Regions from separate parts of the Mus musculus genome. Here all the other regions are linked to region 4. A link is a contact called in public promoter capture Hi-C data. All regions are on one chromosome and are shown on one strand. Each heading gives the region's core, a stretch centred on a gene start, on an enhancer-like site or on the middle of the called end of the contact. The rest is flanking DNA. Distances are from core to core; before and after follow the strand shown. Region 1 holds the start of Swsap1 (SWIM type zinc finger 7 associated protein 1). Region 2 holds the start of Ccdc151 (coiled-coil domain containing 151). Region 3 holds the start of Pigyl (phosphatidylinositol glycan anchor biosynthesis, class Y-like). Region 4 holds the start of Fbxl12 (F-box and leucine-rich repeat protein 12).

Region 1 (2,965 bases), core at 258-2,757, 1.3 Mb after region 4:
CACAGGATCGGTCTCGTGGTGGGGCTGTGACGGTCATCCAGTCTGACATACACAGCAGTGAACAAGACACACTGTGCAAATGAGCTAGAAGGTAAGGACTGACCTCCACACGCTAGGTGGCACAGGTAATCCTGCACACGCCCACACAAAAAAAGATTTTTAAAAAATCCCAGAAATCGGGGCCAGTGAGATGGCTTAGAGGACTCTTGCCACCAGCCCTGAAGATCTGTCATCCAGGGGCTGGCGAGATGGCTCAGCGGTTAAAAAACACTGACTGCTCTTCCAGAGGTCCTGAGTTCAATTCCCAGCAACCACATGGTGGCTCACAACCATCTACAATGGAATCTGATGATCTCTTCTGTCATGTAGGTGTACATGAAGACAGAGCACTCATATACATAAAATAAATAAATAAATCTTTTTTTAAAAATCTGTCATCCAGGGGACACACATGGTGGGGTAGAAAGAACTGCATCCCATCCCAGAAGTTGTCCTCAGAGTGCATGCACTCTGTGTCAATGGGAGTATATACACACTCACACCAACTAAATAAATGTAATCACCCCTCCCCCCATGGAGGGCAGAGTGCCTGCTCAGCATGGACAAAACCCCGAATTTCACCCCCAGCCTTGTATTAACTTATCATAGTGGCACAGGCTAAAATGTCTGGGACCCTACCAAAAAATAAAATTCCCCATATTCAACTATGCAGAGACAAGCAAACAGGTCTCTGTGAACTTTGCTTCGGTGACATCAGCAATTGTTCACACCAACGCATTACAATGATCACATGGAATCACAATATTCATTTTGCAGGTGGGCAAGCTAAAAGTCTGGTTATCATCATCATTATTATTATTTTTAAAGATAGGTGCTCATGTAACTCAGGCTGGTTGCAAACCTCAATATATATCTAAGGGAACCTACTTTTTTTTTTTTTTTTTTTTGAGACGGTTTCTCTAGACTGGCCTTGATCTTAAGAGATTCACCTGCCTCTGCCACTCAAGTACTGGAATTAAAGGTGCGCGACACCACCGACCGGCTTCTACTTTTTTTAATGTTTAGATTTATTTTTACATGAGTGTGTGTATAAGCGCGGGGCCATAAATATATGGGTGCCACGTGTCCGCGGAGTCCAGAAGAGGGCGTCGGATTCCCTCACACTGTACTTGTGCATGGCTGTGAATCACCTAGTAGATGGTGGGAACTGAACCCGGGTCTTTTGGAGGAGCAGCCAGTGCTCGTAACGACTGAGCCATTCTCTACAGCTCCGACCTAGAGCCTGGGCGTCTCTTTGGAGCACGTTTGGACCCTCGACCTTCCTTTCCTTTTAATCGATCACACGGCTTCTTGCAGCAATTCCCTCAAAGTACCCACTTCCTCCACGCTCCGTGTTTTGATCATTGGCTGACAGCTCCAGCGACGAACTTAGTCTGTGAACTATAGCCAATGAGGCCTCTGTGTGGGCGGGCCCAAGATGAGATATCGCTTTTGATTGGTCAGCGGCACTCAGCAAATGGCGGAGGCGCTGAGGCGGGTGCTGAATGCCGGCTGCGCGGCAAGGCCAGGAGAGGATGGCGCTGCCGGGCCGCCATTGCTGTTGCTCGGCGCTCCGCGCTCTGCGCAGACGTCGCTGCTGTTTGCAGCCGCCCTTGAGGCGGCAGGGGAAGGCCGCGGGTCCGTCCTCTTCGTGACGCGAAGGCCCCTTCAGAGCCTGCCGCTCAGTACACCCACAGCGCGAGAGCATTGGCGGCTCCAGGTAAACGGAGGGCTGGACCTGGCAATGCGTTACCCAATGGCGGGCTAGTTCGCGCCTGAGTGACAGTTCGATAGGCAAATGGCAGCGTGAATCGTAGATTCACAACTAAATCGTCATAAAGCGTCTGTGGAAGTGGTGGGTGGAAGAGGCGGAGTAGGGTCGTGGGACGGGACAGTGCGGGTTTAGTTAAGATGAAGTGAAAGACCGTCCTGTGGTCGGGCGGCATTGGTGAGCATGGGTGACAAACCAAAACAAACCACCAAAAACAACAACAAAAAAATACGGACTGGGATTAACTGAACAGAGAATTTACCTAACATGCGCGAAGCCCTGGGTTCTTTCTATCCCTTTAACCAGACTTGATAATATATGCCTGGGATTCAGTTCTCAGAAGTGTCAGGCCATCCTTGGCTACAAAACGCGTTTGCGATCATCCTGGGTCACATGAGGCCCTGTATTAAAGAAAAAAAATGTTTTTTCCTTAAATAATCTTGAGCAGTGACAACTGCTGGAGAAGGGCAGGTGACAAGGGTGAAGTATTTGAGCTGGTGCTTCATCCTGGAACTTTATATATGGACCATGAGAGCCTAGACCGGAAAGTATAGAAGTGAGGTAGCCATAATAGGGAGTTTTGACCTCCTATATTAAGTCTAGCCTTTTCCTATCTTCTAGAAGGTTCGTTTCCAGTACCCATCCTCAATTCAAGAGCTTCTCCAGCTGCTGGCCTCTGCCCATGAGGCCCCAGCACCGACCCCATCCCTTCTACTCCTGGACGGCCTGGAAGAATATCTCGCAGAGGATCCCAGTGCCCAGGAAGCCGCCTACTTGGCTGCATTGCTTCTGGATACTGCTGCCTTCTTTAGCCACCGTCTTGGAGCCAATGGCAGTTGTGGGCTTGTTGTGGCCCTTGAAACCCAGAAAGAAGCAGAGGCCGATGCCCCACATCTGCCATTACTTAAGCGATATTTTCCTGCACAGTGCTGGTTGCAGCCAGATGCCCTAGGCTTGGGACAGCATTGCTGCCTTCGAGCCAGCCTAGAGTTGGGCAAACTGAGCCCTAGGACAGAGTGGTCAGTGAGTTTCTTACCCTGTGGAGAGATGAAGGTCACCCCATGGCTTGCCCAGGCTTCTAAGCTCAGCCCAGAGAAGAAAGATTCAAGTGCTGGAAGCCAGTCCTTAACTTTGGGATGTGACAACCTCCCTGGT
Region 2 (2,935 bases), core at 404-2,903, 1.4 Mb after region 4:
CCATGTCTAATTTACAGTATTTTTATTTTTTATGTATTTATTTATTTTCATTTTTTTTTTGAGACAGGGTTTCTCTTTGTAGCCCTAGCTGTCCTGGAACTCACTCTATAGACAAGGTTGGCCTTGAACTCAGAGATCTGCCTGCCTCTGCCTCCTGCATGCTGAGTACTGAGAAAAAAGACGTATGTCACCACTATCAGGTTTAAGATTTCTTCTTAATAATATGAGCAAAATCACAGTAGGCTTTTCCAAACTGTGGCATAAGCAATATTTGGTCTTGATAATTCTTTGCTGTGGGGGCTGTATTAGGCCTAATAACATGTAAAGCCTTCTCCTCGCCTATGCCTAATAAACTGGAGTAGTACCCTCCTGCATTCAGCAAAATGATAAAAAAGTCTGCAGACATTGCTAAATAGTCTCTGGGAAGGGCAGCATTATCTCCTCCCCCTCCAGGGAAGCCACTAGTTTTTACTTTCTACTACTTAACAATGCACTATATGAGCATTTTATGAATGTCAAGTACTACCTGTGCAGTTACTATGCCCATTTTACAGGTGGAAAAACTGAGTACAATTAGATGACTCTAAGTTCCCCAAGATCAAACAACTTTTATGCAGAGCAAGGATTCAGACCCCAGAGAAACAAACTCTCTTTGGGCTGAAGATATAACTCAGCAAAGTGCTTGAGTAGCATGAATAGAGCCCTGGGTTCCAGCCTCAGCACCGCATGATGCCCGCATGGTGGCACATGCCAATCACCCAAAAAGGTGGAGCTAGGTCTCCTTTGAGTTCAAGCTAGCCTGGGCCACATGAGGCTAACTCTCAAAAATAATTTAATAAATAAATAAAATTTGGGTGGGAGGGATAATGGCTCAGTGGTTAAGGACATTTGCTGCTCCTGCAGAGCGAGGAAGGTTGTTAGTCTCAAGCACCCACATTGGTCAGCTCATAAACACCTGTAACTCTAGCTCCAAGGGATCCAATGCCTTCTCCTGGCATCTGAGAGTACTGCACTCTGCCCACAGAAACGCAAAACAGAACAATAAATAAAGAAAAACAAACTCTAGAATCTGTGCTTTTCACTCACCCATATGCACATTAGAAGAGGTAATAGTACAAAGAAATGGGAAAGAAAGATAAGATTTGAGTGTTTGTTTCAAGTTGGTCACATAGACTCGTGCTGGAGAAACACATAGCGCCTACTCAGAAGACCTGGTGGGCACGGTTGATCCCGGATCCTTCGGTGCAGTCTGCAGCCATACTTACCTAACAGTTGGATTTTTCTTTGTAACTCAAGCACCTGTGCGTGCACAGAAGACTTCATTGCATGGAAGGAGGTTGCTGACTTGGGATGATGTGCAGGCCAGGCCTGTGCCCGGCCCATAGACTTGCTTCGGTGAACCTTACTGCCTTTGGCTTTGGAAGAGGGCGCTGGAGCTTGCTCCGGGCTAGTCACCGTGGTGGTCGCGGCTGCCCAGCACAGGGGGGACGTCATGGTGATCGGGTTAAGGTCGGGAAGCCTCTAAGGGGTAGGAGAATAACTACAAGTTGGCCTCTATAATCCAGGATCCTAAACGCTGGTTCCCTAGGCTCTGGGAATGCACTTCTGCTAACTGCCTGGCTGCGGGCCTCTTAGCATCTCCCGGTTGCTAAGTAACTTCCTCCCCCCGCCCACGTTCCCAAGGAAACCGCCCGCGTTACACTCCACTGCTCTTATTGGCTGACTCGGTTCGGAGGGGCGGTCCCACAAAGAGGCCCAGCGAAAGAGAGGCGCGAGCGTAGCGGTCACGTGACGCCTGCGTGTTCGCTGGCAGTGGCCAGTAACCCGCCACTCCCAAGATGGAGGCACGTTACGCCGCCATTAAGCGCTACACTTCCGATCTGTTCTAAGGTTAGGTCTTCATGTTCCTACTCAAGATGGCCGCCTCAGCGCCCGCACACGCACTCTTGCCACTCCTAACATGGCGTCCCGGAGTTGCCGTTCGCCAAGAGGGATGAGCAAAACGGAAGTGACGTATCCGGAGCGTTCCGTTCTCTTATTCTACTGCAGGAACCGTGGCTGCTGAGCTAACCTGGTGTGGTGGCTATTGACCTTTGCCTCTACCTCGCGTAGGTGATGAAGTAGCGATGGGAGGAAGGCACCCTAGTTTCTTATAGGTTGCAGCAGGGTGGGTGGTGTGGAGGGATCGTAAATCCTTTGAACCTTTGGCGGGAGTTGCCCATTTCACCTCTTTACCGAGAGACCTATGGTTTTGAGTTCACTTTGAGACTCTTCCACTGGCTCGGGGCGGAGAGACGCCCCTTGCCCTTGCACTTCCAACTCCGATTGTGCCCTCCTTTTCCGGAAGCAGTGGTGAGGCCGGTCTTGGGTAAGCTGCCTTCTCCCAATGATTAGATGCTTCTTCATTCTTTCCTACAGTGAGAGGCCATCGCGTATCTTCCTGCCGCATAACACACTTCCGGTCTCGGCCCGGACGGGATGCTGCTGCTGCTGCTACTACTACTACCCCTCTGTTGGGCTGTAGAAGTTAAGAGACCCCGGGGCGTTTCCCTCAGCAGTGAGTCTCTTCTTTGTGCATCGGGAGGGGCGTTTCAGCCTTTTTCCTCCGTTTCCCGTAGCATTTCAGCTGGTGAGTGAGTGGGACAGAGGTAATATTTATTTAAGATCTGAGCAGAGCTTCTTGTTTCCCTCACCAGACCATCACTTCTATGAAGAATCTAAACCTTTCACCTGTTTGGACGGCACAGCCACCATCCCATTCGATCAGGTGAACGACGACTACTGCGACTGTAAGGACGGTTCAGATGAGCCTGGTGAGCGTTTGCATTTGCCCATCGCCCATTAAATGAGCCTGCTAAGCGCAGATGCCCCAAAGAACTTGGATCTCACTCTCCTGTTGCTTCCTGCTCAGTGAGCAGAAGCAGGCACAGAAACA
Region 3 (3,110 bases), core at 441-2,940, 1.5 Mb after region 4:
TGTAGACCAGGCTGGCCTTGAACTCAAAATCCGCCTGCCTCTGCCTCCCAAGTGCTGGGATTAAAGGCGCGTACCACCACTGCCCCGCAAAAAGTAAACCTTTGAAAAAACAAAACAAAAAACACCTTGTCCTAACACGGGGTTTCCTCTTTACCTTTTTAAACCGCCATTTCCCTGTGCACCACGTCTTTCTCCCCTCTACCCAGAGGCAGTCCTTTGCTGTGCTGTCATCATCCTGTCTGTTGTGACCCCCCCCACCCCCCTTCTCCCTCATCCTCTATCTCCTGTCTTTGGCTCTTATTCCCTGCCCTTTGAACTTTGGGGCAAAACCCCTCTACGCTAAGAACTTGGTCTTGGGTATCTTGCGCCAATACTGGCCTTTTCACAGGCGTGTGTAGTGAGTGCCTTTACCTCTTGAACTATCTTGCTGGCTATTTTTTGTTCCGATTTTAAATTTTTAAATTAAAAAATGTTTGTTACTTGCTCTGTGTAAACCATAGGATGGTTTGTCCTCAGCTCTCTCCTGCCACCTTGTGGTTGCAACAGAAGCTGCACGGACTCTATACCACTACTTACCTCTGAGAAGAAAAACTTTCTGATCTTTTAGCTTGCGGGAAGATTAAGGGATGGAGCTTCCTGTGCAGTACTGTGCAGAATCCTAGCTCAGCCTCATTTTTCTTTACGCTGGGATCAGAGATAACACTGCCTCACTAGGCAAGGCAGTGGCCGGCCCCGTGGACAGCATTTACGAACACCGTCCCTCCCCCCAACCCCAAGGCACACACACTCATCGTCTTACTATGTAGTCCGGATGACCTGGAACTTGCTATGTAGACCAGGCTGGTCTCGAACTCACAGAAATCCGCTAGCTTTTGCCTAAGGAGTGCTAGGATTAGGAGTGTGCTTGGCTACATTTTCTCTTAAAACTTCATTTTGCACTTTTTGCGGGAGTACACTCAGGTGTGCCACAATACATGTGTGGAGGTCAGAGGAAAATAGTTCTCCACCATGTGGGTACCGGAAGGTCGATCTCAGGTAGTCTGACCTGGCAGGAAACGCCTATACTCGCTGAGCCATCTCATCAGCACAAACTATTATTTTGCCATTTACCGATTCATACGTAAAATAATGTATCAGTCATCTTTCCGCTGCTTAAGAGGATAGATGATAGTGGCTGAGGCCAGGTGCGATTCAGGATTCAAGTTTATCAATTAGAAGTGGGGAAGGCAGCCGGGCATGGTGGTGCACGCCTTTAACCCCAGCAGAGGCAGAGGCAAGTGGATTTCTGAGTTCGAGGCCAGCCTGTTCTACAGAGTGAGTTCCAGGACAGCCAGGGCTGTCTCGAAAAACCAAAAAAAAAAAGTGGGGAAGGCTTTTCAGTGCAGAAAGACCCCACTGTCTGCTCTGGAGCGCCATGAATAAACTGTGGCAAATACGTTCCTCTCCTACTTCCAGCAGGACTAGCATAGGGGACGCCCAGCCAGAGACGATGGGATCCTTAGCTATCCGGTGCTCTCAGAGTCTTTCTGGCCTCACCCGTCAATCAAGACCACGGGGGCGGAGCCTGAGCCTGGGAGCGAAGGCAAGGTGAACTGTCCAATGAGCACGCGCGGACCGGCTCCATCGCGGGATCTGGGTTCCTCACCCCGCCCCTGCAGGGATTTGATTGGGCGGCTGGCCGGGCTGTCCCGCCTTCGTGGGGCGGTGACTGTCACCGCCAGGCGCCGAAGGGACCGGACTCCTACAGGCCTGCAAACGGTGAGTTGAGGGTCTCGAAATACGAGCGGAGGAGCTGTTGAAACCGGCTGGGGCGGGACTCGCGCCAGCTTGGCGTCTGCGCCATGGACGCCGCCGACTCCGTTTGTCTGGCTGGTTCGTTTTCGGTTCGGCCGGGTTCCCCCTGTCCTGTCTTGCCCCGCTCGGCTCGGCTCGGTTTTCTTCGGCTCGGCTCGGCTCGGCTCGGCTCTGTCCCTCCGTCGGTCAGAGACTGCAGCGGGCTCGTTGCCCCTTCTGGTCCCCGAGGCGACTGCGCCCAAGGGATGGCGCTGTCTTCGGTCTGTGCATTGACCGCGGGTGGCTCGTGACCTGGCCCCAGGTTCTGGTGCTGGTTCCCAGCCAGTCCTCGTATAGAAAGCCTCACTCAGATGTCTGAAGCGAACCCGGATTTGTAGGTCGCATTCCGCTTCCCCAGTTCACAAAAACATTATCAGTCCACCTGTCCTTCATTCTGTTTTTCAAATTGCTTACTTCCCAAAGTAATTCATGACACTTGTAGTGTTTTAAGCATGGTCTGGCAGCCGTTCTTTTGTCACTGCCTCCTCAATACTGATACCTCTGATGGGGGTCACTATAGGCAGTTTTGGAGGACACTCCTTTTTTTAAAGGCTTCTTTCTAGCCGGATGTGGTGGCTTGGGGAGGCTGATGCAGGAGGATCACAACGTTCGAGGCCAGCCTGCCGGTTCCAGCAATCCTGTCTCTAACCTACTCAGTGCTGGTACTGGCTGCTTCCCCATCCTTTCCTCTCCCTTCCCGTCGCCTGCCCTTCATCTTGTCATCTTGCATTTTTCTCATACAGTTAAAAGACCTCTCGCCTGCGCTGCGAGGGACACAGGTGGTGTCTGCAGTCGCTGGTAACCGCTGCGTGTGACGCGGAGGCTGAGGAGCCGGCACCTTCGGCCTGGGACCCCTGGACTTTCTGCGTGCCCTTGGGAAGCATGCCTGGGTGAATGAGGAGTCGGGACAAGGGGAAGATAAGACAAGAGCGCACCCGCACGAGAACAGAACTTTTCAAACAACTGAGTTTTCTTGAGACAGTTAACCTTTTAAGAAGGGAGGAAGATGATCCGGTCCCTGCCCACCATGACCGTCCTCATCCCACTGGTCTCGCTGGCAGGCCTGCTCTACTCCGCCTCCGTGGAGGAAGGCTTCCCAGAGGGCTGCACCAGCGCCAGCAGCCTGTGCTTCTACAGCTTGCTCTTGCCGGTCACCGTGCCTGTGTACGTGTTCTTCCATCTGTGGACATGGATGGGCCTGAAGCTCTTCAGACATAACTAGGGGAGCCGAGGCCCCTCCTGCTCGGGCTGCCTGCGGAGTGGGGCATGGCCGGAGG
Region 4 (2,875 bases), core at 148-2,647:
AAAATTCCAAGCACGAACTCACTTAAATACCAAACCAGCAGAGTATGGTGGTGCATACCCTTAGTCCCAGCACTGGAGAAGCAGAATTCCAGGTCAGCCAGGGCTACAGAGAAATTTTTCCTCGAGAAAACAAACAAACAAACAAACAAACAAAACCCAAACACTTCCTGGGCCTTCTCCTACAGCTGTAACTTCAGCACTCAGGAGGTTGTTGCAGGGGGTGGTTAGTTGGAAACCAGTACGTGACTCAGAGGTGTTCCTTCCTAGCATTCAAGAAACCTAAATTGCATTCCCAGTAGCACAGGAACCACACATGGGGCCCACGCTGCTAATCCCAATATTTAGAAGGTCGAGGTAGGTATCAAGCTCAGCCTCGGCTTCATAGGAAGCTGAAGTCAGCCTGGCCTAGAGGCCCTGTCTCAAAACAACCCCCTCAGCCCCCCAAGAAGCAACACCAACGAAAATCCAGAAAAATAAAAGCCTCAAGAAACTATCAAAAATAAATAAATAAAACAAACAGCAAACAAACACTAGAAAGCAAAATAAAGCAACCCCCACCCCCATGTCCCAGGGCAGGGGGTGGCTCTCCCCGCACCGCTCCCGGGTCCCGCATACCGTGTAGAGCGTCAGGTCGACGTGTCGCCATAGCCACCGGTCATCCACTAGCCTCTTCCAGCGGTGACAGACCCTGGAGGAGTGGACCGGCCGTTAGAACGACCCCGGCCCGCTAGGACCGGATCCGCATCTCCTGCCGAGCCCATGCCCGGCTCTTTCCCCCGAGGAGCGGGGCGGCACCTGGAGATGCGGATCCGGTCCCGGACAGGGAGGTAAGAGAAGATCTCCAAGAGCACCAAGTCTGGGAGGTCAAACAGAGTCGCCATGGTCCAGCTGTCGCACGCTTCCGTTTCCGGTGGCGGCGAGGCCGCGTTCCCTGGACAGCGCTGGGGTGGTCGGACTGGCCAAACCGGCGCGACTTTCAGAGGCCCGCCGAGAATCCCTACTTTTCTAGGAAAGTGCCCGAGGCCCCGGGACTGGACAGGCGCGGGCTGACGACCGTTTAGAGGTCAAGACTAGAGACTGACTAGGCCTGACTGGCTTGGCTAGCGGATGGAACTGGAAATAGGAAAACCTGGATGTGGCTTGGGAGAGGAGGGGGCACGAGGCGTGGCCAGGGCCAAGAGGAAGACGAACAGCAAACCCAGAAGGCTGGAGGTGACGAGTGCCTCGGGGGCGTGGCCATAAGGTGGAGCTAAGTATAAGCAGCAAACCCAAAAGGGGTCCGCAGACAACCCAGAAGGCGTGACTCTAGGAAAACCTGGATGTGGCTTGGTGGAGGAGGGGGCACGAGGCGTGGCCAGGGCCAAGAGGAAGGCTAACAGCAAATCCAGAAGGCTGAAGGTGAAGAATGCCTCGGGGGCGTGGCCATGAGGTGGAGCTAAGTATAAGCAGCAAACCCAAATGGGGTCAGCAGACAACCCAGAAGGCGTGACTCTGGCGAGGAGGGGGCTCAGGGCGTAGTCATAGCCGGGAGACGTGGCGAGCAGAGGCAGGTAGACCCCACGCAAGCTGGGATGAAGAAAGCAACACGCCTAGAAAGCGTGGCTCCGACGGGCGGGGAGTGGTCCTGAGGCGTGGCCAAGGGGCCCAGGGGCCAGGAGGCCCGGGGGCCCGGGGGCCCGGGGGCCTGGAGGCCAGTCAGAGGAAAAGCAGCAAACTCCCAAAGTGGGACTCTGGGAGAGAGGATAAAAGACAGAGACGAAGGGCAGCAGGCGTTGCAAACAAGGCCAAAGTACTAGCATTTGAAAAAGCGCCGCCGAGTGGAAGGGTGTGGCCAGCGGCAGAGGAGCTGATTGGAGGCCGTCCACAACAATGGGAAGGCGTGGCTTCAGTAGGAAGAGACAAGGGGCGCGTCTAGAGCTAAGCGACTAGTGGCGTGCGGAGGTTTGGCTTGTGCTGGAAAAGGCTTAGGGTTACTGCCAAGGCAGAGATCAGCCTGCGACCAGACCGTATGTATACCCAGGAGGCATGACTTGAGCAGGGAAAAGTTAACAGAGCAACAAACCCAGAAACCATGACTTGTGTGGGAAGGGGCTCAAGGACTAGGGATCCTAATTGCGCCTGAAGACTAAACTTGTAAAACCTAGCTTAGGCGGAACAAGGTCCGATATAGGGGATGGAATCAAGTTTGGAATGGCTGGGCGACAAAGGGACAGGCTGGGAGACTTATGACTGGAAGAATGGATAAGAGCAGCGACGGGGGCCCTAAAAGCATCGCTGGAGACAGAAACAAGAGCTAAACCAGGAACTGGGTGTGCAGCTCAGTGGGAGAGCCTTTGGCTGGTAAGCATGCTTAGCAGGCCCTAGGTTCGACCTCCAACACTAAAACAAATACCAAAACAAAACAAGAAAAACAAACCCCACCACTTTTCTTGTATGTATGCCAAGAGACTTAAAGCCTGAGAAGTTTTTTTTCGAGACGGAAACGAATCCGGTAAAGCCTGAGAAGTCTTTTCAGGACGGAAACGAGGCATTGGGGAGACTGGAACATATCTAAGCACTAAAGACACAGAACAGGACTTCATTCGAAACTGAAAGGTGTGACTGGGATGGGAGTGAGGGGCCAGCAGGACGGCCAAGCCAGGGAGGCGTGGCCACAGCCGCAATAGAAAGCAAGAATAATGCCTTTTGCTGCCTACGCATAAGGATTAAATTTTGTATAAGTCGTATTAGGTAAGCACAAGGCGCTGGGTAAGACTTTTCTTTTTCTTGAGTCAATATATGCTTACCTTGCTAAGAATCCTGTCTGCTAAGAAGAAATCGCTCAATAGAGGCAAAACTGGTTGAATTTAAGAAGGGATTCCTCTCCCACCAGCTC

Evidence for each region. Promoter capture Hi-C pulls out the DNA fragments that hold promoters and counts their contacts. Capture Hi-C pulls out chosen DNA fragments and counts their contacts.
Region 1: a promoter capture Hi-C map of liver shows a contact between it and region 4, with 3 times the contacts expected there. The contact joins the promoter of Swsap1 here to the promoter of Fbxl12 in region 4. A contact is called at or near these places in 2 of 39 promoter capture datasets (erythroid cells and liver), 1 of 115 datasets of contacts at active chromatin or transcription factors (double positive thymocytes) and 2 of 9 other capture datasets (adipose tissue and liver).
Region 2: a promoter capture Hi-C map of liver shows a contact between it and region 4, with 2.7 times the contacts expected there. The contact joins the promoter of Ccdc151 here to the promoter of Fbxl12 in region 4. A contact is called at or near these places in 3 of 39 promoter capture datasets (erythroid cells, liver and pre-B cells), 2 of 484 Hi-C or Micro-C datasets (CD4 T cells and regulatory T cells), 1 of 115 datasets of contacts at active chromatin or transcription factors (double positive thymocytes) and 2 of 9 other capture datasets (adipose tissue and liver).
Region 3: a contact with region 4 is called in a promoter capture Hi-C map of adipose tissue, with 4 times the contacts expected there. The contact joins the promoter of Pigyl here to the promoter of Fbxl12 in region 4. A contact is called at or near these places in 2 of 39 promoter capture datasets (liver and pre-B cells) and 3 of 9 other capture datasets (adipose tissue, liver and macrophages).

Annotation. Positions count from the first base shown.
Region 1 is chr9:21,954,246-21,957,210 of GRCm38.p6, forward strand. It overlaps Swsap1 (SWIM type zinc finger 7 associated protein 1), which reads left to right and starts at 1,508. Exons shown (of 2, transcript NM_025870.1): 1 at 1,508-1,759; 2 at 2,432-2,965. The coding sequence starts at 1,517. It overlaps Gm45914 (predicted gene, 45914), which reads right to left and starts at 1,761. Exons shown (of 1, transcript NR_132099.1): 1 at 1,039-1,761.
Region 2 is chr9:22,000,981-22,003,915 of GRCm38.p6, forward strand. It overlaps Ccdc151 (coiled-coil domain containing 151), which reads right to left and starts at 1,654. Exons shown (of 13, transcript NM_029939.3): 1 at 1,266-1,654. The coding sequence starts at 1,494. Prkcsh (protein kinase C substrate 80K-H) reads left to right here and starts at 2,008. Exons shown (of 18, transcript NM_008925.2): 1 at 2,008-2,108; 2 at 2,419-2,557; 3 at 2,697-2,813. The coding sequence starts at 2,479.
Region 3 is chr9:22,155,156-22,158,265 of GRCm38.p6, forward strand. It overlaps Pigyl (phosphatidylinositol glycan anchor biosynthesis, class Y-like), which reads left to right and starts at 1,691. Exons shown (of 2, transcript NM_001082532.1): 1 at 1,691-1,758; 2 at 2,577-3,110. The coding sequence starts at 2,840. The coding sequence ends at 3,055.
Region 4 is chr9:20,641,409-20,644,283 of GRCm38.p6, forward strand. It overlaps Fbxl12 (F-box and leucine-rich repeat protein 12), which reads right to left and starts at 1,398. Exons shown (of 3, transcript NM_013911.3): 1 at 796-1,398; 2 at 616-688. The coding sequence starts at 881. Ubl5 (ubiquitin-like 5) reads left to right here and starts at 1,928. Exons shown (of 5, transcript NM_025401.4): 1 at 1,928-2,875.